Linked DNA regions of Mus musculus: region 2 is linked to region 1. Evidence: chromatin contacts called from public Hi-C data. All regions are on one chromosome and are shown on one strand. The core of a region is the stretch at or near the end of the contact, and the rest is flanking DNA. Distances in the headings are between cores, read along the strand shown.

The links. Hi-C and Micro-C count contacts between places; a contact is called where the count stands out from the background.
Region 2: a Hi-C map of brain shows a contact between it and region 1, with 5 times the contacts expected there. The contact joins the enhancer-like site here to the promoter of Crhr1 in region 1. A contact is called at or near these places in 7 of 39 promoter capture datasets (cranial neural crest, embryonic stem cells, epiblast stem cells and 3 more), 25 of 484 Hi-C or Micro-C datasets (the N1E-115 cell line, brain, cerebellar granule neurons and 12 more), 12 of 115 datasets of contacts at active chromatin or transcription factors (SST interneurons, embryonic hindbrain, embryonic midbrain and 5 more) and 4 of 9 other capture datasets (adipose tissue, embryonic stem cells, liver and 1 more).

What each region holds. Positions count from the first base shown.
Region 1 is chr11:104,128,245-104,134,406 of GRCm38.p6, forward strand. It overlaps Crhr1 (corticotropin releasing hormone receptor 1), which reads left to right and starts at 4,537. Exons shown (of 13, transcript NM_007762.5): 1 at 4,537-4,860. The coding sequence starts at 4,828.
Region 2 is chr11:104,169,873-104,176,200 of GRCm38.p6, forward strand. It overlaps Crhr1 (corticotropin releasing hormone receptor 1), which reads left to right. Exons shown (of 13, transcript NM_007762.5): 6 at 1-81; 7 at 250-403; 8 at 608-668; 9 at 3,039-3,111; 10 at 3,434-3,519; 11 at 3,723-3,858; 12 at 4,017-4,058; 13 at 4,516-5,651. The coding sequence ends at 4,656. Among named protein-coding and RNA genes, the nearest start is that of Sppl2c, 13 kb to the right of the region's middle. Within about 2 kb of position 1,724, at least 23 of the 459 cell types and tissues checked have an H3K27ac peak or open chromatin away from gene starts, as enhancers often do. A contact at or near this core is called in the N1E-115 cell line, brain, cerebral cortex and 2 more, where this site is marked.

The sequences.
Region 1 (6,162 bases), core at 3,287-5,786:
TAATCTCTCTCCAAAGAAAAGGGAAAAAGCAAAGGAAATGGCTCAGCAGGTAAAAGTGCACACAAGTCCACACAAGTCTGATGACCTGAGTTCCATCCCTGGAATCCACATAAGATCCAGATGCAGTGGTACATGATCCTACAGCAAGATGGGAGAGAGAGAGCTCCCCGGAAGCTCAAGGGGCAGCGAGCCTGGAATGGACGCAGCACAAGCAGGACTTCAAGAGACCCTGCCTCAAAAATGGGATCAAGGGCTTTTGACCTGGCTCAGCACATAAAGATGCATACTATTCAAGTCTTAGACTGGTGGCCTGATTTAAATCCCTGGAAACCCACGTAAAGGTGAAAGGAGAGAAATAACATTATAAAGTTGTCCTCTGAGCTCCACGTGGATGTCATAGCATGTATGCTCACACTCAATAAATAATAATAATTTGTTCATTTGTTTTTCAAGATAGGGTTTCTCTGTATAGCCCTGGCTGACCTGGAACTCACTCTGTAGACCAGGCTGGCCTGAAATTTACAGAGAGCCACCTGCCTCTGCCTTCCGAGTGCTAGTCCACTATCTGGCTAATATTTTTTAATAATTGTTTTAATTTTTAAGTGTGGAAATTGAGAAGTGACTTCTGAGAGTTGTCCTCTGACTTCCACACACAGGCCGGAGCATGAGTGTGTGCCTCCACTCACACAGAGTAATAATCAATACAATGTTAAAAAAAATAATAATTTAAATGGCTGGGTGGTGGTAAGCACCTTTAACCTCAGCACCTGGGAGGCAGAGGCAGGTGGATCTCTGAGTTCAAGGCCAGCCTGGTCTACAGAGCAAGTTTCAGGACAGCCAGGGCTACACAGATCCTGAAAGAAAAAAAACAACAAAACAAGCAAACAAAAACCCTGATGAAAGAGAGAGGTGGGGGAGGGAGGAGAGGGAGAGATGGCATTGCACATAAAGCACTTTACACACTGTATTTACTGAGAGCAAGGGGCATATGGTACTGAACAGATACATCCCTCCCTCCCTTCCTCCCTTCCTCCCTCCCTCCCTCCCTCCCTCCAGATCCTGCAAAAGCCTTGCCTCCTCTATAGACTCTTCCCTATTGGCCAGGAAGGATTAATATTCCTGCCTCTGTGGCCATAGTGTGCCCTGCCTATTGTTGACCCAATTTTGCTAGCTTTTAATAATTTATTCGAGTGTCTGTATCCCACTCCAAGCTGTGAACACCTTGAGGACTAGGACCCTGGCACATTAATCATTATTAGCGTTGGCATCCCACGGTGACTGGCATATAGTTGCTGCTCATTAAATGTTTGTTGATTAAGTGGAATAACTAACACTGTCTCCCAGTGTCCCTGGGATTTTTAAAGACAGCTCTCTCTGCAAGGCTACTTCCCTGGCTCCATCCTTGAGACTGGGGCTACGGCAAGTATGATCTATACACTGATGTGGGTCTGCCAACTGTGTTGCCAAGGTGTGACAAGCTTAGCGGAAAACAGAGAATAAGCATCCAAGCATGTCAAAGCAACCTGGTAGAGTTGTGTGGGTCTACTGGATCCTCTCGGGCTTTAATTGTGCCTTTATTTTTATTTTTAATTTCACTTCCTAGTCACTTATTCCCATTGTATTTGCAATAGCGTCACCTGTGACCAATTAGAACATTAAAAATAGCTAGGTTTGATGGAGCGTGCCTGTAATTTCAGCACTTGGGAGATTGAAGAAAGAAAATTGTCATGAGTTAGAGGTCAGTCTGGGATAGAGAGGGAAATTCCAGGAGAGCCTGGGCTACTGAGACCCTGCTGCAATAAATATTAGGCCTGGTTCTTAGTCACAGGTAATCTGAGAGGAGTGTCACACACACACACACACACACACACACACACACACACACACACACCGACTTTACATCTATCTGATATCTAGAAGACTGTTTGGGTTACGTATGCTGCTCCTTTCTTTGGAAGTGTTACTGGAGAGAAAGCTGATTCCTGCTTGGACCTAGACTGAACAGAGGGCAAGGAGGGTGGGGGGGATAGAAAGAGAGTGTGGGAAGTCTCCATCTGGGGAAAGAAGGCTCCTCTGGGAAGAGTGTGGTGAGACTGTAGGACATGCCCTGAACATCAGGCTGTGGGGACGGGATGATGGCAGACATAGAGCTGCTACAGAGCAGAGCAGAGCCAAGCTTTGGAAAGTAAAAGGTTTGCAGTTTCCAGACAAATACAAGGGGATACTGTGAACTATTGAACTGTGGCTCTCAGAACAAGTTGGATCCTGGCATGAAACCCAAGCCCCGGCTTCAGCCTGGGGTCCTGACAGAGGTTAGTTAGGTCAGGGAATTAACACAACCAGGGTGACTGTGTTGGACACAGCTGGACTGGCTGGAGACACTTCAGGGAGGAGGCTCAGAGCCAGAAGAACCAGAGGCGATTTCTGTGAACTGATGGCATTAGCATATTTAAAGATCATGTCAAGGGGAGGAGGGTGAGCTCAGAGCCAAAATCTGCTGCTTACTGAGCCCCAGGAATCAGAATCCAGAGAAGGGCAGCCCTGGGGCTGTCCTTCCTCCAGGGACTGTGCTCCAAGGCCAGGACTGAGATTTGGCCCTGGGGACCAGCTAGCCTCCCCTCCCCTCCCTCCTCCCATCCCTCAGTCCAGGGTTCCAGGGCCCTTCTCAAGAATTTATTTCCTGCCAAGGATTTCCTGGAAGAACACCGGGCCCACTCTATCTTGATGATGACCATGAGAGGAACTACATATCAGACACTACGCCAAGCACTTCCTCACGAACAACCCTAGGAGGTGCGCCTTCCTGTGTCTGTTTAATAAGCACGAATATTGAGGCCCCCGCTAAATCATTTTCTAGAGCTCTTCAGTTTGAACCTGGAAGAGCCTAGACTCCAGCCCCATCTGCCTGACTAGTAGGCTACCTGGTCACTCTGCATTTCCCTTTTGCTGGTAACAGCGGGTACTCTAAGTCGGCAGTCTGGTTAGTATGTCCAGACATCCATCTCTCTGGGGCTGACTGATGTGAGTCACTGCTTTGAACTGAAGACTTCAGGACTTTGCTTCACTGAACTGTGCATGCACAATGGCTAAGCCAATGTGACCAGTGGGTTTAATCAATGATCCGCCCGACTCTGCACCCCTACCCCATCCGAGCCAAGACCGCCAGGGACACTGAGTTGGGAATTAGGAAGGAGGGTGCCAACTGTGGGGATTTGGACAATCCACGCTCCCCTGTGCCTCAGTTTCCTCACTAGTAAACTGTCACATGACCTACAGCAACTCCAGCTCCAAAATGACTATTGCCTGGGCCTCTAAGCTGTGGATCTTGTCCAGTGTGCTGAGAACACAATGTAAGGAAGGGGAGTTGCACAAAGTAGTGTCCAGAGTCGCCAAGCTCCGCTACATTTTAAAATAAGCTGGTTCCCCCACTAGGACCTTGCCTCTCTCTTTGTGCTTCTGTGTACTCAAGATGGAGACCCGGACCTGAGAGGTGAAGATGTTTCTACCCCGACACTCCTTTTCTCCTTCTCTATCTCTCGCTGGGGAAGGAAAGGGGGATGGGGGAAGGAAATCAAAAGAACAATCCACCTAACTGGCCTGAAGGTGGCGAGAGCTGGTTTTAAGGCTGGAAGTGGAATTAGAAAGCCAACCTAGACGAAGACCCGGAGGTCTGGCGGGACAGCCCGCTCCAGCCCCGAGAGCTTGGCCAAGAGGGGGCGCTGTGGCCCCCTCCACGCCCTTCGGGCTGGATTCCCAGCTGCGTCCACAGCGTTGCGGCGCAATGCGCGCCCTGCTTTCCCCTCCTTACAGACTAGGTGCCCAGTCCGCTGTCACCACTTATCTTGGGGCCTGGACCAAAAAGACAGACGTTCAGTTCCAAAAACGAATGAATGAATGAGTGAACGAACGAACGAAGGATTCAAAAAGGAAGGGTTCCCGCCGCAGAGCATCAGTGTCCCAGCACATCCTAGGTGTGTTTAGGCCAAAGGCGCGCGGATCGGGAGGGGGATTCGGGCCCGGCCTCCCCTCCCCACTAAATTGGGGGCGGAGGTGAACCTCCTGGATGGCTGCAGGGCGGGAACCACCCAAATGTAGTTCTCAGCTTCTTTTTCCACGCAGGCTGAGTTTTGTGGAAATCGCCCTATTCCCCAGCGCCTACTAGCCTTCTAAATCCCGCCCCCCGAGCCCCACAAGTACCCCGGGATCCCCCGGACTCTTTTGGTCCGGACATCCAGCCTCACAGGAGGCTAGAGAAGAAAGGCTGCCTGCTCTCCAGCAGCCGCCTCCCGGATCCCCGGTTTTTCCCTAGCTGCGGTGGCAGCCGCCGCCGCCTGTGCGCCCCGCGCACTGCCGCAAGCCGGGGTGCGGGGAGAGGGGGTTCAGCACGGCCAGGGTGCGGGGATCCGGGCCGGGGTTGGGCAGTGGACCGAGGAGACCGGAGCCTGCAGCCAGCGGAGGGGCGAGGAGCGGAGGAGGGACAGGAGGGGAGCGGAGGGAGAAAGAGGAGGGGACACGAGGCGAGGGGGCGGGGAGCAGAGGCGAGAGGCAGGCGGACCGTGGGGGAGGCGACCGGGCTAGGCGGGATCCAGGCAGGAGAGAGGTAGCTGTGGGCCCAGCTGAGTGGGGAGAAGGCGACCAGACTTGCTCGCGCAGGGCGAGCCAGAGCCTGCCGGTGGGGCGGGGCGGGAGGGTGCGAAGCCGGGCGCCTGGGAGCAGCTCAGCGACCCGGGAGACTGGCCGCCCAACGGAGACCGCAGCCGCCCGCTCTTCGCTCTGGGATGTCGGAGCGATCCTGGCATCCAGGACGCTGACAGAGCGAGCCCGAGGATGGGACAGCGCCCGCAGCTCCGGCTCGTGAAGGTAAGAGAGGACCGACCTCCGGGTAATCAGAGGCGCTCCGGGCCGAACGAGCGCGGGACAGGCGTGGGCAGGGGTGCCGGAGGAGAGGATCGGGGAACCCGGCGCCACCCGGGAGGTTGGGGTTCAACCTGACGTCCTCTACCTGGACCTCTAAAGCCGGGCTTCGGAGACAGAGGGACAACTCTGGTGGAAAAAGAATGGGTGATGGTGAAACCGCTGCGGCGCCAGAGGAGGAGGGGGTCCGCCCACTCGAAGAACCGGCTTTGCGCGAAGAATCGCTGCAATCTTTGGGGCCGAAGCGCCATCCCCCTTAAGGCTCTGGATGGGATCCTGTCCCTGCTGGACACCCTCCGAGCCGGCCCTGTCCCGGTCTCAGGCGCTCTTTCCTGCCGGTTTTCCTCCGTAGAAAGCTTCAGATTCCGGAGATAGATGCGGCCCGCGAGTCGCGGCCCTTCATCGACTTAGCATCTCTGAGAGGCGATGGTGCGCGCACCCCAGTGTCCGGCCGATCCTCCGGGGTGCCACAGCCCCCCGGAGCGCAACGCATTCTCTCACTGGGCTCGCTCCTGCCACCGGGCTGGAGAAGCGGAGTTTCAGAAAGTCTTCAGAAGGCGTTTACAGTGCCTACTGGCTAAAGTTGGGGGCGATCTGGGGCTGCGCGGGGGTGGACAGAGCCCGGGAAGAGCTAGGTGCTTCGCAGCCAGGCCCGCAGCCTAAGGACAGGCGCCACTTCGCCGGCGCGTCCCGGAGCGCGCGCGCTCACTGGGTACCAGCACCTCAGCCCTGGTGCTGGAGAAGGTGAGTGGGCCTGGCGCTGCCGCCCGGCAGCCCCAATTGCCATGCCTGGGTCTCCGGACCGCTCAGGGCTGACATGGACCTCCTGAACCACAAGCCGAAGCACCGGGTTAACTGTGGCCAGGAAAGGCGATTGCGTTCAAAAGATCTAAGTGGTTGGGAGGAGCAGTGCGAATTGACTGGCTTTGATTTTTCCGTCAGTTATTAAGCCGACTGCTTTTACTTGTTCGAAAAGCATTTGAGTTAAACCACCACGCGTTTAAAATGTCCCCCCTCTCCACATACTCAAAGGTTGTCTTCAAATCTAAGGGAGTCTCAGTGAACCTAAGGGCTGGAGCCAGAGATTATTTTTGGGGTGACCAAAGTCTTCTACAAAGAAGTTAGGGAGACTCTTGGAGGTTGTATAGATAAGCAGCAATGGAGGTCTTTTCCCAAGGATTCCTGTGTACTGAGCCTTGATCTAAATTCACAGGGGTTAAAAATGAAGCCTCTTAAGCAAATTCAAAA
Region 2 (6,328 bases), core at 474-2,973, 39 kb after region 1:
ATCTCGGCTTTCATCCTGCGCAACGCCACGTGGTTTGTGGTCCAGCTCACCGTGAGCCCCGAGGTCCACCAGAGCAACGTGGTACGTCCCAGCTAGGGAAGCAGAAGAGGCCGAGCTAGATTAGGGCTACCGTGTAGGAGGGTCGGGCCTGGGTATCCACAGAACAGGAACAGGACCCCGAGGAGCCCGAGGTTGGACACTAAGGGTCTCTGGACACCCCCACGCTCATGGCATCTCTGGTCGGGGCAGGCCTGGTGCAGGCTGGTGACAGCCGCCTACAACTACTTCCACGTAACCAACTTCTTCTGGATGTTCGGTGAGGGCTGCTACCTGCACACAGCCATCGTACTCACGTACTCCACCGACCGTCTGCGCAAGTGGATGTTCGTCTGCATCGGCTGGGGTGAGCTGGGCCGGCCCTGTCCCCGCCTCTCCTCACTGAGGATGTGGGCCAGCGGGGTCAAGAGGGTGGGGTGTGCACCCTTCTTAGGGATGAGAGTAGTGGGGTTGCCATGAAGCATCAGAGCTCAGCTCCCATGAATCCTTGCTCTACCGTCGGCCCCTGACTGCCCTGGGGTCCTCCAGTGACAGTCGCTCTCTCCCTCAGGTGTGCCTTTCCCCATCATTGTGGCTTGGGCCATTGGGAAACTTTACTACGACAATGAAAAGTAAGTCACTCTGCAAGGTCAGAGCCTAGCTCTACGTACACGCCTTAGGGAACTTCGGCCATTGTCTCTCCTATAAAGACAGTGGCTTCTTCCTCAACAAAGGCACAGAGCACTGGCCTCAATTCTAGGATCCTTTCCAGTGCTCTGCCGGGGAGGTGGCACTAGACAGCCAAGGACCTAGCCTGTTATCTGTCTGGAGTTTTAAGGAGAGCAATACCCAAAGTCACACAGCCCAGGTTCTGAATTGTTGCCATCACCAAGTAGCTATGTGTGACCTTGGAGCTCATTGTCACAGCAGGCCTCAGTTTCCTCATCCATGAAATGGGCATCTTCATTTTATTTGCCACCTCAAGGCTGTAGTGGGGATGAAGGGCATCAGTGCCTACTAAGCACGAAGAATAGCATCTGCCACCCAGTAAGTGCTGCATAAATGTTTATTAACATCAAGGTATGCTTTACAAAAAAAAAAAAAAAAAAAAAAACCTGGTTCAAGTGGTTTCAAAGCCTTTTCCAGCACAACCTGAAGCCTTGCACATGGGGGACTTTCTGGCTATCCCTCACAAGGATCATATGGGAAGCTCTAGAAAGTTCTATACCTCAGGGCTCCATGCTACCAGACTGAGGTGTGGCCTGGGTAACAGGGTGGTTACTGTGTAAAGCCAAGATTGAGAACTTCGCAGAAAGACTGAGAAGGTGGGAGGAGCTGGGTCACACTTAAGCATCCCCAGCTCCCAGCTAGCTGACTGGGGGTTCACACTGACAGACGCTCCTTTCCCCTCACTGGGCTGCACAAGAAGCCCGGGGGAGTATCATCCATATTTGTGAACGTTGTTCCTTCTGCCTCAGGCTGGGGTGTTTGTGCCAAAGCAGGGTAGGCGGCAGGCTGCAGGGAGCCAGTTCACTGACAGTGGGTGCGGTATCCCGGGGAAGGGTGTGGGCGCGGGGTGGGGGTGGTATCTTCTTGGGAATGCCTGGATGGGGATGCCTGTGCTTTGTAGGATATGAAATTTTGAATAGAAGAGACTGGGAAGGAGGGAGAGGCGGAAGAAGGCAAGAGACAGGCAGCGAAGGAAAACCCAGAAAGGAGCCTGCTCCCACCCTGGAGCAGGAAGGATGCTGTAAGGTTAGGTGTGAGCAGCTCTGAAGCTCCATCTGGTGGACAAATGCTGACACTGCAGCAGAAGTGGGGGAAGATGAGCAGCGAGGCCCCGGGGTCCCAGTCTGGAGTCCACAAACAGTGGCATATGACCTGAGTGGTGTTAAGAAAACAAAAACAAAAACAAAAAAAACTTGACGTTTCAGCCAGGGGGTCACATATGCTAACTTCACATTCTGGTTTACAGCATCCATTGCAATCCCATATGCCCATAAGGACACGGGACTTCCGATTCGCCCTGTCCCTGCCTACTCCCAGGAGCTTGCCGAGTAAAGGGCAGTTCAGGAGAATGCAGAACAGGCTGACATCTTGCAATAGGTGCTAGCTGTGAAACCTTTCCCTGCATGGGCTGCACTCCCAGAGTCCCGCAGAAACTGCTGTGTGACAGGGCAGTGAGCATCGCTCAGCCATGGCCACTGCCAGAGTCTCTTGGTGGACACCAGAGAATGCAGTTGCAGTGTCAGGCTTCAGGCTGTTTCTGGATTGCTGTTTGGAGAATTCTTTCCCTGGGAAACGCAAACAAGCAAGCTACCCCTGCCTGCCAGGGACCCAACCACAAACTCAGGTGCAATTCACCTAAGTCCAGCTGAGGAAACAATGAACTTCAGGGGATGTTTACAGGGCCAGGGTAAGGAGCTATTTACAGGCGCATAGGTGACCTCAAAGTAGCCGCACCACTAGAAAGTCTCCCCACAGCATGGATAAAGACTTCCCTATGATATGAATGCACTTAACCTCCATAGAGTTAACCTCCAGTTAACTCTACAAACTCGAGCATCTCCTAAGACCATGAAGCTATGTGCAGTGGGCACCTAGAGGTGTAGGCAGACATGGCTGGAATCTCAGGCAAGGGCCCACTAACCCTCCCACTCTACTTCTCCTTTCTGTGGGAGGAATATCAACAATCAGTCCCATCTTGAGGGGTCCTTACAAGCAGCCACAACTGCGTAGATGAGGATGGTGGCTGTCACAATCAGGGGCCTTCATGGCCCCTCCCTCCACAGAGTTTGCTCCAGCTTCGCATCCTACATCAGAGGGTACCACCCACTTTGCAGACGGGTTCACTGAGGCATTGAAGGAGAGTCAGTTGGACTGGCTTTCTTGGAAATTGGGGTGCCCTTTCCTGACCACTGTCAATGACCCTGCCCTATGTTCAAGCACTACACCACTGAAAGGACTAATCCCTCTCTTCCCTTTCCTCTGTGGTCTTCTAGGTGCTGGTTTGGCAAACGTCCTGGAGTATATACTGACTACATCTACCAGGGCCCCATGATCCTGGTCCTGCTGGTAAGAGCCTCAGGAGGTAGCAGGAGACAGGCCACCATGGGGTGGGACAGTCTGTCTACCATGGACAGTATTGAGAGAAGGAGGGAGGAAGAGGGAGTACGTGCGTGCCTGTGTGTGTGTGTGTGTGTGTGTGTGTGTGTGTGTGTGTGTGTGTGTGTGTTTGTATGAGCGAGTGCAGCAGAAATACCAAGAGCAGAGCTGAGAGAGCCGAGGAAAGCCGGTCCCATCCACCCCACCCACCTCCATTTCCTGCATTTGTCCCTGCTACCCACCCCAGCCCCTGCCACCCATCCTCACTCCTTCTGGTGTGCTCCAATTGCAGATCAACTTTATCTTTCTCTTCAACATTGTCCGCATCCTCATGACCAAACTCCGAGCATCCACCACATCTGAGACTATTCAGTACAGGTACCTGGCTCCCCGGGGATGCTTCAGAGATTCCAGTGGCTCCTTTGAACCAGATCTCTTCCAAGCCAGCCAGTCAACCCAGAAACTGCAGCTCCACCTTGCCCAGTGCCTAAGACGGTCTCCCAAACCCGTCACTCTCCCCTCAAGCTAGCAGCCCCATCCCTCCCAGGTAGCCTGTGACTCCAGCCTCTGTTCCACCCTAGGAAGGCTGTGAAGGCCACTCTGGTGCTCTTGCCCCTCCTGGGCATCACCTACATGTTGTTCTTCGTCAACCCTGGGGAGGACGAGGTCTCCAGGGTTGTCTTCATCTACTTCAACTCTTTCCTGGAGTCCTTTCAGGTACCTCCATCCCTCCAGAGCTTCTCCAGCCTGGGGGCCAGATTTGCACTCATGGGTGGGGATTGCTCTGGCAGAGTCCTGGGGGACTGGGGGAGGCAGGGCTGAGCAATCTGGGCTGGTTGGACCCCACTTACCTCTGACTTCTTTCTTCCTTTCAGGGCTTCTTCGTGTCTGTGTTCTATTGTTTTCTGAACAGTGAGGTAAGGACCTAAGGCCAGGGCTGGGCTCAAAATACCGAGACTAAGGACTGTCTCCATCATATCTCTTCTGCCGTGGGCTGGCTTTCCTCCCTCTTCCCAGGTTCCCATGATATGTCTCAGGGAACCTTGAGAGCGTCCCTGTTCTTGCTGATCTGTACCTGTGTATCTTTAAGCATGGCATGGGGGTGGCTAGAAGATAAGGTCTCTGCCTCAGGGAGAGTCAGACAGGGGTTGGGACTCTGTATGGCAAAGGCAAAATTAGACTGGGGGGGGAAAAGGTGTGCCTTCCTCATTTGGGAAAACTGACTCGACAAACAGCAAACCAATAGAAGTAATTATGTGAATGTCACCACCTACTATAGAGCCTGTCACCACACCTGGTAGGTGCCTGTAGCAACCTAGAGGATGAGAGGGGTGTCCTGAGCCGGAGCTCTGATGCATTACCTTGTGCCCACAGGTCCGCTCTGCCATCCGGAAGAGGTGGCGGCGATGGCAGGACAAGCACTCCATCAGAGCCCGAGTGGCCCGCGCCATGTCCATCCCCACCTCCCCCACCAGAGTCAGCTTCCACAGCATCAAGCAGTCCACAGCAGTGTGAACCTCAGGCCACAGAGCAGCCCCCAAGACCCGAGGCTGGGGAAATGATGCAAGCTCACTAGCGAGCCTGTCTGCAGAGGCAGGCAGCCTTCCCATCCCTGCCCCTGGGATGCAGACCTGTAAGCCTGCCCAGCCGTGGACAAAGCCCATAGCACTGGGGTGGGCCCTTGGCATCTAGCTCCCTGCTGCCCATTCTCCCTGGGAAGTTGAAATGGGCATTGGGGGCTGGAAACCCTGCAGCAGTTTGATGGGCCTGTGAGCGCTGTCTTCTCCCAGAGCAGCTTACTGAAGATCTGTCGTCTTCAGGAGCTGTTGGGGAGGCCAACTGTTACCCTGGGGCATCATGGAAAACTCCCTTCTGAGACTGTAAAGTCTCTGAGTGTTAGCGATGCCTTGGGATGCTACCGAGGACCAACATGGTCCAGTCAGGAGACCGGGAGATAGCGGTAGAAATCTGGGAACGTCATCAGATGGCACTCCACCTCCCTACAAGTCACTCCTGAGCCACCAGGATTTCATCAGCACTGTGGCACTGCCACTGGAAAGCCCTGCCTTGCTGCTTTGCTGCCCTGCACCTTTAGACATTTACTATTCTGCAGGCCAAGCCAGCTTTCTGTCACTTATCCACTGACAGCAACGGTCCCCTCGCCCCCAAATCCTCCCACCTCTGGGTATCTTCTAACCTGTGAGAAGATGGGGGTCGGGAAGGGGACTTGAGTTGCCAGGAACCAGAGTGGGCCCAGTCTATGAGGAAGGAGTGGCCCCTGGGTACCCAGGCCACTGGCTTCAGTGGCTGGCCTCTTGAACACAGTCACAAGCTGGGGGAAGGATCTATTCAAGTGCCCTGACCAGCGACAGGTGGCTCCTGGGACAACTAACTAACTAAGCCCTTGCTCCCAGGCTTGGAATGGCCCAGTCCTCAGTGGGTAGGAGAGCTGAGGAGCCGCAGCAGGACTGAGGTGGGGGTGATATAAATAATATTTATCTTTTCAACTACCTTTGTGAAGACGTTCACTCTGCTGGGGCTGGGAGTGAGCCAGAGGGTGGCCTCTGAGAAGTAGCCAGTAGGGGCAAGAATTCCTGTGTGGCAGGAAGCTTGATACATCTCATACAATTCAGGTTGAGCCTGAGGGCCAGACATGAACTCCAGACGTGAAGGTATGGATGCTTGTCAAGTAATAGCTCTTGGCAAGGCGGTGAGACCTGGAGAGAAGAGTCGTGGGCTTCCGTGCAGGTTACCACGCAGAGAGGGTTAGCATGGACAGTGAGACCAGGCTGAAGTGGGGCCCAGTTCTGTGGGGGAGAACTAGGCAGCAGTTAGGGAGGCTGAGCAGCCTATGGTGCTGGAGTCTTCCCAGATACACACATGGAGACTTGGTGACCGGGGCACTCTCAAGACAGCACTGGAGTGGGTAAGGCCAAGGAAGGAGAGAAAGAGAAAGGCAGATGACATACAAGTACCATGGCAGGCAGCTGGGACTCTGGCCTGCCAAGGAGCCTGGGACACAGGACGAGGGAGCAGAGTTGGGATACTGGTCTACCAACTCTTACCATCCCTCACTCGCTGATTCGAGCTGTCCCTGCATTTGCCACATTCAGGGAGCCACAGAGTCATCAGACACAGCACACCGCAAACCTCCCAAAGCAAGCACAGGGGTGATGGGTGGGACTCC